Linked DNA regions of Zea mays: region 1 is linked to region 2. The links are chromatin contacts, called in public Hi-C maps. All regions are on one chromosome and are shown on one strand. The core of a region is the stretch at or near the end of the contact, and the rest is flanking DNA. Distances in the headings are between cores, read along the strand shown. Region 1 holds the start of LOC100273973. Region 2 holds the start of LOC100274554.

What was found. A called contact is a pair of places that touch in the nucleus more often than the background predicts.
Region 1: a Hi-C map of ear shows a contact between it and region 2, with 2.5 times the contacts expected there. The contact joins the promoter of LOC100273973 here to the promoter of LOC100274554 in region 2. A contact is called at or near these places in 4 of 25 Hi-C or Micro-C datasets (bundle sheath, ear, leaf and 1 more).

What each region holds. Positions count from the first base shown.
Region 1 is chr1:234,056,812-234,063,344 of Zm-B73-REFERENCE-NAM-5.0, forward strand. LOC100273973 reads left to right here and starts at 4,488. Exons shown (of 15, transcript NM_001360507.1): 1 at 4,488-5,111; 2 at 5,633-5,692. The coding sequence starts at 4,597.
Region 2 is chr1:233,757,243-233,763,360 of Zm-B73-REFERENCE-NAM-5.0, forward strand. LOC100274554 reads right to left here and starts at 3,456. Exons shown (of 15, transcript NM_001148909.1): 1 at 3,149-3,456; 2 at 2,149-2,207; 3 at 844-900; 4 at 700-734; 5 at 236-339; 6 at 47-122. The coding sequence starts at 3,366.

The sequences.
Region 1 (6,533 bases), core at 3,238-5,737, 300 kb after region 2:
AAGCTCTGAAATTAGATCATTTAGATCAACATCTGATGAGCCATCAAAAGAGAAAGTGTTTGCAAATTTGGTGCAACATTCTCTTAGTTCAATAGTATCCAAGGACTTCAAGGTTATGGAGTCCATCAAAAATCCAAATATGTCTTTGAATGATTGGAGTTCTTCAAATCTACTTTTTAATGAACTAATTGCAATATCAACCATGACCAAAAAATAATTAACTTCAAAAGCTTTTTCAGCTTCAAGATTTGCTTCCTCACAATCAGTTTCATCATATTGTTTCTTCCTCTTAGCATGACGTTTTACTGGAAATGATGGCTCTACACCCAATTCAGATGCAATCTCTTTGGCAATGATCAAACTAGAAGCAAATCCATTATTTCTATAGTTCTGAAAGTAATTCACTGTATCTTCTATTCTCATTAATGTAGCATCAATGCACATGGATGAGGATTGCAACTGCTTGCTCACTTTGTTTACTGTAAATAAAATATCATACCAAATAACCATACCAAGTATAAAATCAAAGGTACCAAGAAGATCAAATAAATTTTTTGCATCACTCCTATCCTTTGGTTCGGTATCCTTATCGGTACTCAACTGAAGCAAAGCTGACCTTATCTGAGGAGCTTGAAATCTTATTGCTTTGACACTTTTAATCCGACTCTCCCAACGAGTATTGCACCATGACTTCACAGTTAAGCTTTCAACATGATCCTTCAAAACATCCCATCTTTTAGTAGAACTAGAGAACAATGTATATACTCGTTGCACAATCCCAAAAAATGAAATAGCTTTGCCACAAGATTTAGCCATGTCACAAAGTGTAAGATTAAGACTATGACAAGCACATGGCATAAATAAAGCTCTTGGATTTATATCAAGCAGTCGTCTTTGCACGCCCTTGTGTTTTCCTTTCATGTTAGATCCATTATCATAACCTTGACCCCGAACATCTTCAATATTTAGGCCAAAGGACTTAATGGAATCAAGTAATGAATTAAAAAGTCCCTCACCGGATGTATCATCTACCTTCATGAAACCCAAAAAATACTCCTCAACTTTACGAGTAGACATGTTAACACATCGGATCAACAAACTCATTTGTTCTTGATGACTAACATCAGGGGTACAATCAAGGATAACTGAAAAATATTTGGCCTCTTTAACAGTGTTTATGATAGATTTAGTGATGTTAGAAGCCAAAAGAGAAATCAACTCATTCTGAATTTTATGACTAAGATAGTGATAATGAATCTCATTGTTTTGAATACGTCTGAGGTGATCTTGCATAATCAAATCAAATTCAGCAATCATCTCAACACAAGCTAAGAAATTACCATTTTGATCATTGTAAAGTTGCTCACTTGGTCCTCTAAAAGCTAAATTCCGCTTACCAAGAAATTTCACAACAACAATTATTCTTTGTAAAACTTGCCTGATACGCTCTTTCTCCTTTGTGATTTGTTGCTGAATGTTTTTGTCAATTGTTTCATGCTTACCAAGCCTCACCCTCAGTTCATTCCAAGAGTTCATGCTTATAATATGTTGTATACTACCCTCATGTTCTTTCAACCTCTCATTAATATGCCTCCAATCTCTGAACCCCTCATGACCCAATGAACTCTTGCAGTTTTCTGTATTGAAAAGCTTGCATGAAAAACAAAACACTCTATCAACGTGTTTAGAATATACCAACCACTTTCTATAATAAACTTCTCCATTGCTCATCTTTCTAGAGTAATGAGTATATGAAAAATGTCTGCCATTGGTATCCAAAGGAAATTCAATATTTTCATCTCTGATGGGTCCCTTCTCTACTAATATGTCCCTCGACTTGTTATCAAGATTATCCCAATTTCTTGGATCATAGATATCTTCAGTAAAAACAGGTTGTTCATCAACACTAGCATTTTCTGTAGGAGGTGAATTAACCATAGGCTCATGATCACTCACATTGTTATCATTCCTATCGGTGTCAATATTTTCTTCTGGTGTAAAGCCCTGATCTTCTGGGTTATTATCAGGTTGCTCCTCTATAGCAACTACAGCCATCTCATTTTGATTCCTTGAAGTTCTTGAATTACTAGGAAAAAATTTGTCCATAGCTCCTCTCTGTGTTTCTATGAACTCATCTGCTCGTTTCTTCCTCTTTCTTTTCTCAGAACCGGATGGATACTTTCTAGATGACATGACTATATGCTGAAATTAAAAAAATAAAATTATGAATTAAAGCTATTGATTAGTTACAATAATAAACTTAAAGAATTATTACTGATTATGGAGTACTTAGTACAGAAATTTCGACAAGTGTCTGGCTTACATCGAACGAAGAGCAAGAGCTGATAATAAAATATGGCTGCTGGGTCGGCGTTCCTTTTCCCTTTTGCCGAATTGCCGTTTCTCTCTTCTCTCTGCTGCTGGGTCGGCAGTCGCCGTTTCTTGGGGTTTGGGCGCCGTCACTGCGCGTCTGCGCCGCGAGCCCGCGAGGCCGCGATGGTGCGGGGCTGCGGGAGGAGACGAGGAGTCCAGGAGGACGTGGGTCGCGGCTGCCGGCGATAGCCCTGAGGCGATGAACGGAGGCAGAGGCAAGTTAATGAAGCGAACGCCGGAACGCGATCTGCTCTGCTTCTGGGCTTCCTGGCGGCGTTTCTGTTTCTGCTTCCTATCTTTTTCCGTGATCCGCTCCTTCCTCCTTTCCGTGATCTGCTACTTGCCGATTTGTTTCCATATCCTAGTTATATAGTCTCAGGGGTGGGGCCCATCATCGCGGGGGGCCCGGGGCGACCGCCCCGCGCGCCTCCCCTCAGGGCCGTCGCTGCCTTCACCGGCACCTACACTAATGGATCAGCATTTACTAATAAGCTGTTTGATTTGAGTAATGAGCTAGTTCATTATATTTTCACTCCTCACTTTTTTGTTTGGTTTGTGGAATGGATTGAGTTGATCCACCATCACCTTATTCCTTATAATTATTTAATTAGTACTAATATAAGGAATAAAATCATCCTACCAAATTTGAGAAATGAATCCATAATGCACCACCACATTTTGGATGGAGTAATTCCTCAAACCAAACACCCCCTAAGTTTCCAGAGCGCTGCCGCTGACAAGGACCTCCATGTCCTCCGATGGCAGCCCTGGCGGCGAAGATTCAGATTCACTGGTGGAGCAATACCCTTGCAGCGCCCCCCTATGCAGCCTTTGAACATGCTGGTATGAATCTAATGCTTAGTTACTCTAGTCCCTAACTATACTGTATCTATCATATATTCATGGAGTGTTGTAGTCATTGCTACGATTCTTACCATGAAACTGGGAACACAATAACATGAGAATACGATGATAATCAGGTCTAGATTTTTTAAAAAAAAGAGGTAGTCAGTCCAAAATCAATGTGTGTCTTCCTAGAATAACCGATGGCTTGACTAAAAAATTATCATTAACACTTGTAGATTACTGATGCTTTCTATTCAGTAACTTGCAGTTAACACAATAAGCGATGCTTGTTTTTGTTGAGCACAAATGGAATACTAAACCTCATTCGTCAAGCACGAAATATGATTGTGTTTGGAAGATAATATTGTGTTCAGGTATTCAGAATAACATAAGCTGATCACATGATGAGTTCCGAGGCAACTCAATCAACTCTAATGTACTGGGGAACTGTTGTGAGATGATACCATTTTGAGGGGAAAACAATTTTAGGAAAACCCTTAATACATAGTTTTAGGGGAGATTTTTTAAAGACTTTGGAGTTGCTCAAGCTATATCTAGCAGCTTATCTATCTCATTTTCTATTTCACTCACTATTTTAAACTCTACTATATAAATAATACAATCTATAGTGCAAAAACATGTCTATTCATGCTTGGCTAGAGATAGCCTTAGTGTGGACTGCGGTGCATGCGTCTGCGTCCGTGGTGAGAATTATTACTTATTGGGCTTTATTGGCCGACTGTCGAAGGATGACCTAGGACGTGAGATAAGTTCAGAAGGAGAAGCGACCTGCCTTTGTTTTGGTTTAGTAAGGACAAATGGACAATCACATGCTGATCTCCGCGATCTGGTAAACGAACACAAGAGATATTTATTTTTGTTAAATTTGTTAAAGATAAAGAAACGCACAGCAACCATTATTATTATTATTATGATCCGAAATCACGGTATATTATTATATATATAGTAGTAGAACAACAGATTTTAATTTTAAGGCATTGAGTTCCGTGAGTACGGCCATGTTCCCAGTCGTGGCGCGCGACCGCAGCCAGGCCAGGAGCCAGCAAAGCGAGCAGTCGACCATGTACCACGGAACGAGAGGAGAAAACGTCTGAAATAGGCGAGGGATCACGGCCGCGCCCGCGCAAGCGGCAAGGCAAACCCTTGTGTTGGTCCAGCCGCCCCTCGCCCCGCCGCACCAATCCCCCACCCCATCCCAACGCTATCCGCTGCCCTCGCCGCGCCCCCCTCCTCTTCCACCTCGTCCGCCACCCTCCCCAATCCATCACATCCCACCCTACCCCACCGGCCCTGCCGCCGCCGAGGAGGAGGTGTCCCCACCCCCGTCCGCAGAGGCAGCAGGGATCTCTACCGGGCATGGAGCTGGCGCTCGCCTCCGCGAAGCCCTCGCCTCGGGCGGCGGGGGCCTTCCCGCCACTTATCTTCTCGCCGCTTAAACCATTCCCGCTCCTCCGCTTCCCGCCGCGGAGGACCGCAGCGGCGGCGCTGCGGCTCCGGCTCCGGCTCCGCGCGGCTGCCGCTGACGCGGGCGAGACTTCCCCTGGCGAGGAGGTGTTCGGCGCGCGGCGGGAGCTAACGGGCATCCAGCCGCTGGTGGAGGCGCTGCCGCCCGCAGCGCGGACGGCGGCGGAACTGGCCGTCGCCGCGGCAGCCGTGGCGGCGGGATACGGCATCGGGCTCCGCGCGGGTGGCGGGTCGCGCGCCGTGGCGGTGGCGGGGGCGGCAGTGCTCTGCGCGGCCAGCGTGGCGGGAGCAGCTGCGGTGAACTCCGTGGTCCCAGAGGTCGCCGCCGTGGGGCTGCACAATTACGTCGCGGGCCACGACGACCCCACCAACCTGGACAACGGCGAGGTGGAGGCAATCGCGAAGAAGTGAGTAGCTCTCGTGTCTTGTTGCAGCATTGAGTTTATTGGTGAAATGGTTCGAGCTACTGCTGTGTTGCCTCCTGGTAGTCTTGTTGCAGCATTGACGTTATTCTTATATTTGGTAGTGAGCTACCTGGATCCAATGAAGTGCCCCTTAGTTGAGGTTTTTATTTTGCTCATGAACTAAATATTAGTACTTGCAGACATAATATAGTACTGTGATTAGCTCAGCCTTTTATTGTGATACGCACTTGTCTCCCCACTCCATTTCCAATAATTCTTGCACGCTTGTTTATTTGGTTCCCCCATAGTCCCATTGATTGTTGGAATGCAAGTAAATTTTGGTTTAGCTAGTTACATGTATGTTAAAAGAAGTTATATACAATTTCCATATTTGTAAGTTTTTTTTTGGTTTCTTGGGAATCTAAATTGCATAATCAGTTCCCGTTATCTCTTTTGGAGGCTAATTATTGATGTTGCTGTTGCTCCTCTTCATATATTCTTATAATGTGCAATTTTAATTTTAGATATGGAGTTAGCACACAGGATGACGCCTTCAAAGCAGAGCTCTGTGACTTGTATGCCAGGTGTGCTTCTCGGTGCTCTTGTTTTTTCCCCAGCTGGCACATGTGCTTGTGTGCATTAAGTTTTCTTAAATTCTTAAGGTGTCACCTCACCTCACGCTTTAGTCGCTTATAAGCGTAAGGTGGTAGTAAATCTCAATCGCCCCGCTTCGTCCTACCAACTTGATAACCATGGGCATAACTAGTGTTGTGCTACTCACTACTCACTACCTGTTGCCCCCTGCATACTACACTAGTTGGAGGCACGAAGGTTTCTGCAAACAATTGCAGGAAAAAGGAATAACCATAATCCTCTAGATGTAATCATACTATTGACTATATATTAAGAAGCAATTGGTCTCTGTTTTTTTAATCTATATTAAGGGACCCAGGCAAGCAAATAAATTATTGCTATTAGGCGCAGTCAGCCGGCCACTCAGTTTATTTGGTGTTTTGGGTTTGTATATTTGGTGAGCAAAATTTCAGTTTTCTGAATAGAAAACCCAGAGTTTTTGCCTCAAACCAGAACATACACTTTGTTGTTCGGTGTCTTCTTGTGTTTACTGAAGAAACGGCATGGTAACCAGGGACAGATCGCAAGGGGTAGGAACAGTGGCTAGTTTGGCGGACTTCATCACCACGGCTGGCAGCTTGCCGAGCCACGATGACCGAGGTAGTCCTGCCGAACTCCAGGGAGACTTCATTCCTCGATGATCTCCTAATACAAACTAGGGTCTGCCTTTATAGTATGAGGCAGCCACAAAAATAGGAACTGAATAACTTATTTTGGAAGTAAACTAATGCATATCTCCCTAGAATAAAACTTTCCAACTAACTCGATTTCTAGCCACGTTGTTGGTCACTT
Region 2 (6,118 bases), core at 2,206-4,705:
GTCAGGGAAGCAAGCGACAGAGAGAGAGGGAGAGGTTTCTACGTACCCAGGACGAGAATGTCTTCACGTCCTGCTCCTCGTGGTCAAGTGACCCTGGCATTTTCTGGCTGCACGTCCGTGTCCTGCAACCAACGGTGCCGGTTCAGTTCCAGGTCTGCTGTTGCAAATTATTACATTGGCTGTATCATAACAAAACTGATTTTTTTTTTTGGACACAGGTAGCAGCGTAGCGTACCCAGCATCGCTGTAGATGCCAAGCTTGAGCCCCTTGGCGTGCACGTAGTCCGCGAGCGCCTTGATGCCAGAGGGGAAGGTTTGTCTGTTTGCAACGAAGCTTCCCTGAGAAAATAGCAACGCAGCATTTCGTCAGTACTCAGCAGCGACGGACCGGCAGTACTAAAGTGAAATGTAGTCATCCTGTAAGAATAAGAGGGGGGGAAATGACTTCAATCACTCATTATAACTCCAAAACAGTCCACATACTAGTTCTTTCTGTTTTTAAAATCCTGATTAGCATATATGCATCTAAAAAAAAGGTTTTAGAGTTCTCTAGGAGCCAGATAATGACGAGTTCCTCTCCATTTACGATTGTGCTTTCTACAAGTTCCTCTCTCCCCATTATTAGTGCTGAAAACGATTGCGGCGGTGGTTAGCGGGTTAGCGTGCTGCGTCTGCAGGGGCAAACTTGATCCGGTTTACCTGGTAGTCCCTGTCAGACTCCGCCCAGCAATCATCTGAAAGAAGATATATGGATAATAAGCCTTCAAGATAAGCACTAGGCTAATGTACTACTGCAGGCGTCAGGCACGAAATGAGGTTGATGAGTTCACACACGGTGCGCACCTATGTTGACATACTCGTAGCCCAGCTTCGCCAGACCGGTGTTGACCAGCGCATCAGCTGAAGGGAAAAGAAAAGGCCGTCAGAGCAGAACTGAGCAAACCAAATATGCATGCAATCAATAACGATGGCGAGTCTGTGAACGAACGAACGAACACGAATTGCTGACTGGAGAAGGTTTACGCTAAGGTACCATCTCCTTGGCATTATTCTGATACAACGGCACGGTCACGGGGCATGTCAGCATGTGCCCTGCTTCAACCACCAACTACATGGAGCTGGTATAGGGGACAAACAGTCCAAGGGGAGGGGAGCAGGTGTGCATGATCTGCATCTGCGCCTGTCGCGTTAGGAGCTGGCTAGTCTCAGGCACTCAGGCTCTTGACTGGCCCAGCTCCTGTTGTCGGCTCAGACGTCTCTCTCTCTCTCTCTCTCTCTCTCTCTCTCTCTCTCGCTCTCTCTCAGGTTCGTTCCACGCACGGACCACCACCGTATCTGGTTGATGTGCGGTGCGGCGGATCTGGTTTTGTCCTCCCCTCTCCCGCCCTGGGTCCAATGCATGACTGCCACTTCATTTTGCTGCTTGCGAGCTCCGTAGGAAACGTCCAACGACAAGCTGTAGCAACTAGTAGTAGATAATTTTCGGACTGACGGACGGACGACGACATCAGTCAGTCGCGCTGCCGCCGATGGCCGGGTCCCCAATGCACATGAACAATTAATTAAAAAATAGAGACACGCAGGCATCTTTCTTTCGTCTTTTTTCTGCTGCTTGTAATAACTAAACAAAAAATAAGGCGCGGAGGCGCCTACACGGTGCGGTGGAATAGGTGATGGCGATGCAGCTTTGCACACGCAGGCAGCGCCATGCGTGGTTGTAAGTAATTTAACCCAGACAAGGTACGGGAAAAAGAAGGAAAAAAAAGGTCGCATTAGCTGTCCATCTCTTAGAGTTAGAGGAGGAGGACGACGGCGGGTGAGAGCGGACAGGGACAGAGGCGGGACAGGATCCTCTCGCGCGGGCGGGAGCGCGTCGCCGAATTTGCTGATACGCTAACATGCCTGCCATGCCAGTGCCACCCCGAACTCGACCGACCGACGAGACGTGCGTGCCGAAGTCGATACCCAAAAGCCAAAAGCGGGAAAAAAAGAGTTTTTTTCTTCTTCCTCCCTTCGCCCGCATTTCGCTCGCAAAAAAGACTAGTACCACTACTACTACCGGTACCAGCAAACGCAAGCAAACGTGGCTCGCTCGGAGTTGCGGATGGAGACGCGGAGTGGGTGGGGCAGGCAGGCAGGCGTGCGTACCTGTCTGCTTGATGAGGTTCTCGTTGATCCCGCAGCCGAAGTGGTTCCAGCTATTCCACCTGCACACCACAACGGAGACCCAAAAGGTCAATGTTTGCTTTTCTTTCGGAAAATGAGGGGGGCAAAAAAAAAGGTTTCACTCTCAAAATTAAAGGGACGGATGTCCCAGTTGCCGTCAAGGACTAGAGAAAAGACACATAAAGGACCACCACACCCACACCTCGACCGCGTCCTCCTAGCTATAGAGAGCTAGGTTATCTGACCAGTGTACATTACAGTAGTAGCATGCAAAGTAATCGTGCCGCTCACGCATGCCAGAGCCAAAACGAATGATGAATCTATCGCCCCAAACGCCACGGAGCAAGAAGGGGGCGCGCGCGAGTTGAGCCATGCCGGAAGGCAAGGAACAAAAGTAGTGGCTTTATTAAACGCTGGGTCAGGACTCAGGAAGGCAACGGAGAATGAAAGCCAACAAACACGAAGCAGCAAAAGTCTGCCGACGCTGAGCGCGGCGAACGGGACGCCGACTGACCCTGACGGCGGCCCTGACCCCGTCTCGCTTCCGACGCAAGCCAAGGACATGTCCGTTCCCTCCCTGACTCCCTCCCTCACCACGCGCCCAAAAGAGTTCATCTCGTCTCGGTTCCCCTCGGTGCCTCCGCCCGAGCACCGTCCAGCGTCTACGTTCCCTTTTTTTTCTTCTTCCCTGGATCTATTTATTTATTCGTTTGTTTGATTACAAACTCGTTTGGTGCTGCTCGACTGTTTGTTGGTGGTGCCATTTGTGGGCGCGTGCAGAGATCAACTGGGCGGGCAGGGCACCACAGCCCACGCCACGACGATGGCGCGGCAACAAACAAACAAACAAAAAAAACGCAACCGGGAACGAAGAGGAGGTGCAGCTACGGCGGTAATGGCGCCGCGCGCGGCCGGCGGAGGAAGGTATAGCAGCAGCGCTGCGCTGCAAGCGATGGCGGGCTGGCGGCGAGTGTGTACGTACCCCATCTGCGGCGTCCGGCCGAGGCCGTTCTCGAACGCGCGGCGCCGGGAGCGCCGGCCGCCCCGCCTCGCCGCGGCCCCGCGCAGCTCCTCCCCCGTCCAGTTGCCGACGGCGGCGGGCACCCTGGCCGCCTCCGACGACGCGACCACGGCCGCGGCGGCCACGACGAGGAGCACCATGGCGAGGGACGGCGTCCACGAGCTCGGGGCGCGCGCCATGGCCGGCACCGGCAGCTGCAGAGTGCAGAGAGAACGGAGGGGGGACTGGGACCGCTGGGTTGGGGTTGGGGTTGGGGCGCGTTGTCAGACACTGGGCACGCGCTTTACTAGACAGGCCGCCGCCTTATATATAGCCGCTGCCACGGTCGCGCGGCAGGTCCCACCGTGTCAGTAAATTTTGCTACGTTTTTTTAAATCTCAAAATACTGTTCTGATAAATACAGACTCGTCAGTGTTTACTTGTGTCGCGGGGCTCCCCGCTTTATCCGAACCAGCTGGCGCTCGTGCGTGAGCGACTTCTCGCCACAACTAGTATATTCGTAGCGGGGCCCAGGCCCAGGCCCAGCAGTCGGTAGAAGGTGTGCCGTGCATCAAGGGTGATGGCATCGCACATGCCACATGGAAAACCCATTCATTGCTCTCGTATCCTACTGGAGTTTGCGTGGCATGCTACAGCTCATGCACAGTCGTCCCGCATGAATTTGGATATGATGTGATGTCACGTGATTGGATGCCGTGATGTTTGTCGGAGCCCCGTCTTACCGTAACTGCAGAATCTACTCTCCATCGGTCCATTTTTTTATCTCGCTGTCAAAACGTGTTTAGCTTAAACCTATAGAAATATTTGCATGGTCTTGAAGTAGTTACTGGCTATCTAATCTAATAATATTAATAGCTTGTATATATTTCATCAATATTACACGTAGTTGACTCGTATAAAGAAGATCGGGGACTATTTTACGATAAAGAAAGTATTTGTGATAAATTTATTATAGAGATATATTCAATGGTCTATCTAATGATATCAATTGCATATCATATATATTGATATTTTTATATTTGATCGAACTCGAGTATATTTGCCCATCTGTACTTTTATTCTCGTTTTTCCCCCCGACATGCCTTCCACCTTTTATCTTTCGCACCGCAAGAGGACAAAGTGGTCAAAAAAGTAATCGCTAGTACAGACTAATTTATTAGGCCGCTTGGATTTTTAAATTTTTGTCCATTTCGACCAACACGCACGGCGTCAGAACGGTGCAGCGCCCTCCGCAGGAATCGTCAGAGTAAAAGTTAACGAAAAGATGCGATCCCATCTCAGCCGCGGTCGGCCTCGGGGCGCGAACGACTATTGCCTGCCTCGGGGCGTTTCATCACTGCGCGCCGCAACCGCAGCACAGGGAGGGAGGAGGCAGCGGCGCGGAGCGTCAAGCTCTAGGACATTGGTCGGCCGGAGAGTCGTGTTCCAACTTGGGGACGTTTGGTTTCTTTAGTACATGGATTAAAGTTTAGTTAGGAAATTAAAATTTAGTTCTTACCATATTTGTTTCTATAAACTAAAACTATCCAAAATACATTAAATAAATCATAAGATAACCAAAATACTCCTTAGTATTCTTCTATTATTAGTGCAAAATAAAGAAGATATAAATTGTGGAATTTATATGGTTTTAGTCTCTTTCAGTCATCCCTTGAGGAACTAGAGACTAAAACAGTTTAGTCCATGTTTTAGTCCCACCGTTTGGCAATTTAGAAATTAAATGACACTAAAATTAAAGGACTAATCTTTAGTCTCTCAAACCAAACACCAAACGAGGCCTTATTAGACACAGCCCTTTGCTTCTCATCCTCGTCCAATCCACTATGTTTACTAATTACGTCAATACATTTGATTGCACATGATATGTCATCGACTACATAGTCGTTTGGTTCATAAAATGTAACGTAAATAGTAACAATGATGATTCACACTTAATTAACGTAAAATGTCTACATAGTCGTTTGATGATTTACATTATGATTCATAAAATACATTTGAATGTAACGTAAATGTTCTAGTGTGGTGTCTTATTACGGTTGAACTTAACCAAACATGGTTTAACGCTACCGATTATCATTCGCGTTACAAATATGTGAACCAAACATCACTTAAATTGTAATGTCAGTTACTATACACATTAAACTTCATAAAACCGAGCAAATAATCCATTGGATGGTTTTCCATATGCGACACTCCATGTTGGCTACCTTTGTTGATGTGGTTGACCACCTTGGATACTTCACGCGGTTGTTTACCTAATTTCACAAAGTTTAGTGTATATAACACATGGTTTTATAGTTCATATGTTTTGTAGGCCATCCTAAATACTTTAGGGAGTTATATAAACTTTCTTTCTTTAATTTTGATCCTTTGTTCTAGGCTTTTATGAAAGCTTCATGTGTGATTTTGGTATTTGAGACAACTATTGGACTAATCTCTACTCTAGTATTGTGAATGGGCTTGGTTAGGTTCACATCCAAGATTGAGCAAGAACAATGACTATGAAAAGGATGGTAATGTCCATAAAAATTAATCAAGTGTTCAAAACGAAAAGTGGAAGGAGAAGCAAAATGCAAGGACTTAGAGAAAAAATATAACTATGGCATTTTGTTTTGTCGGTCAAGACGCAATACAACGTGTGATCGGATTTATGATATATATAGTTATATTATAAAGTGGGAAGCTCGATGTTTAGAATGACTACTTAAGGGCCACTAGGTAAATTGACTCCATACATGAGCATTAGGCCCGGTGAAGCCATGAAACTCTACCTTAAACATAATTGTGAAAATGCTAACTTATATGCACAATTATGTATGACACATTGGAGTTAGCACATGTACAAAAAGTTGGAAGAAAGAGTTAGAGAGCACTTCTAAATAAGTGTCGGACCCTAACATGAAAAGCATACCAACACAGTGCTAGTCTAAC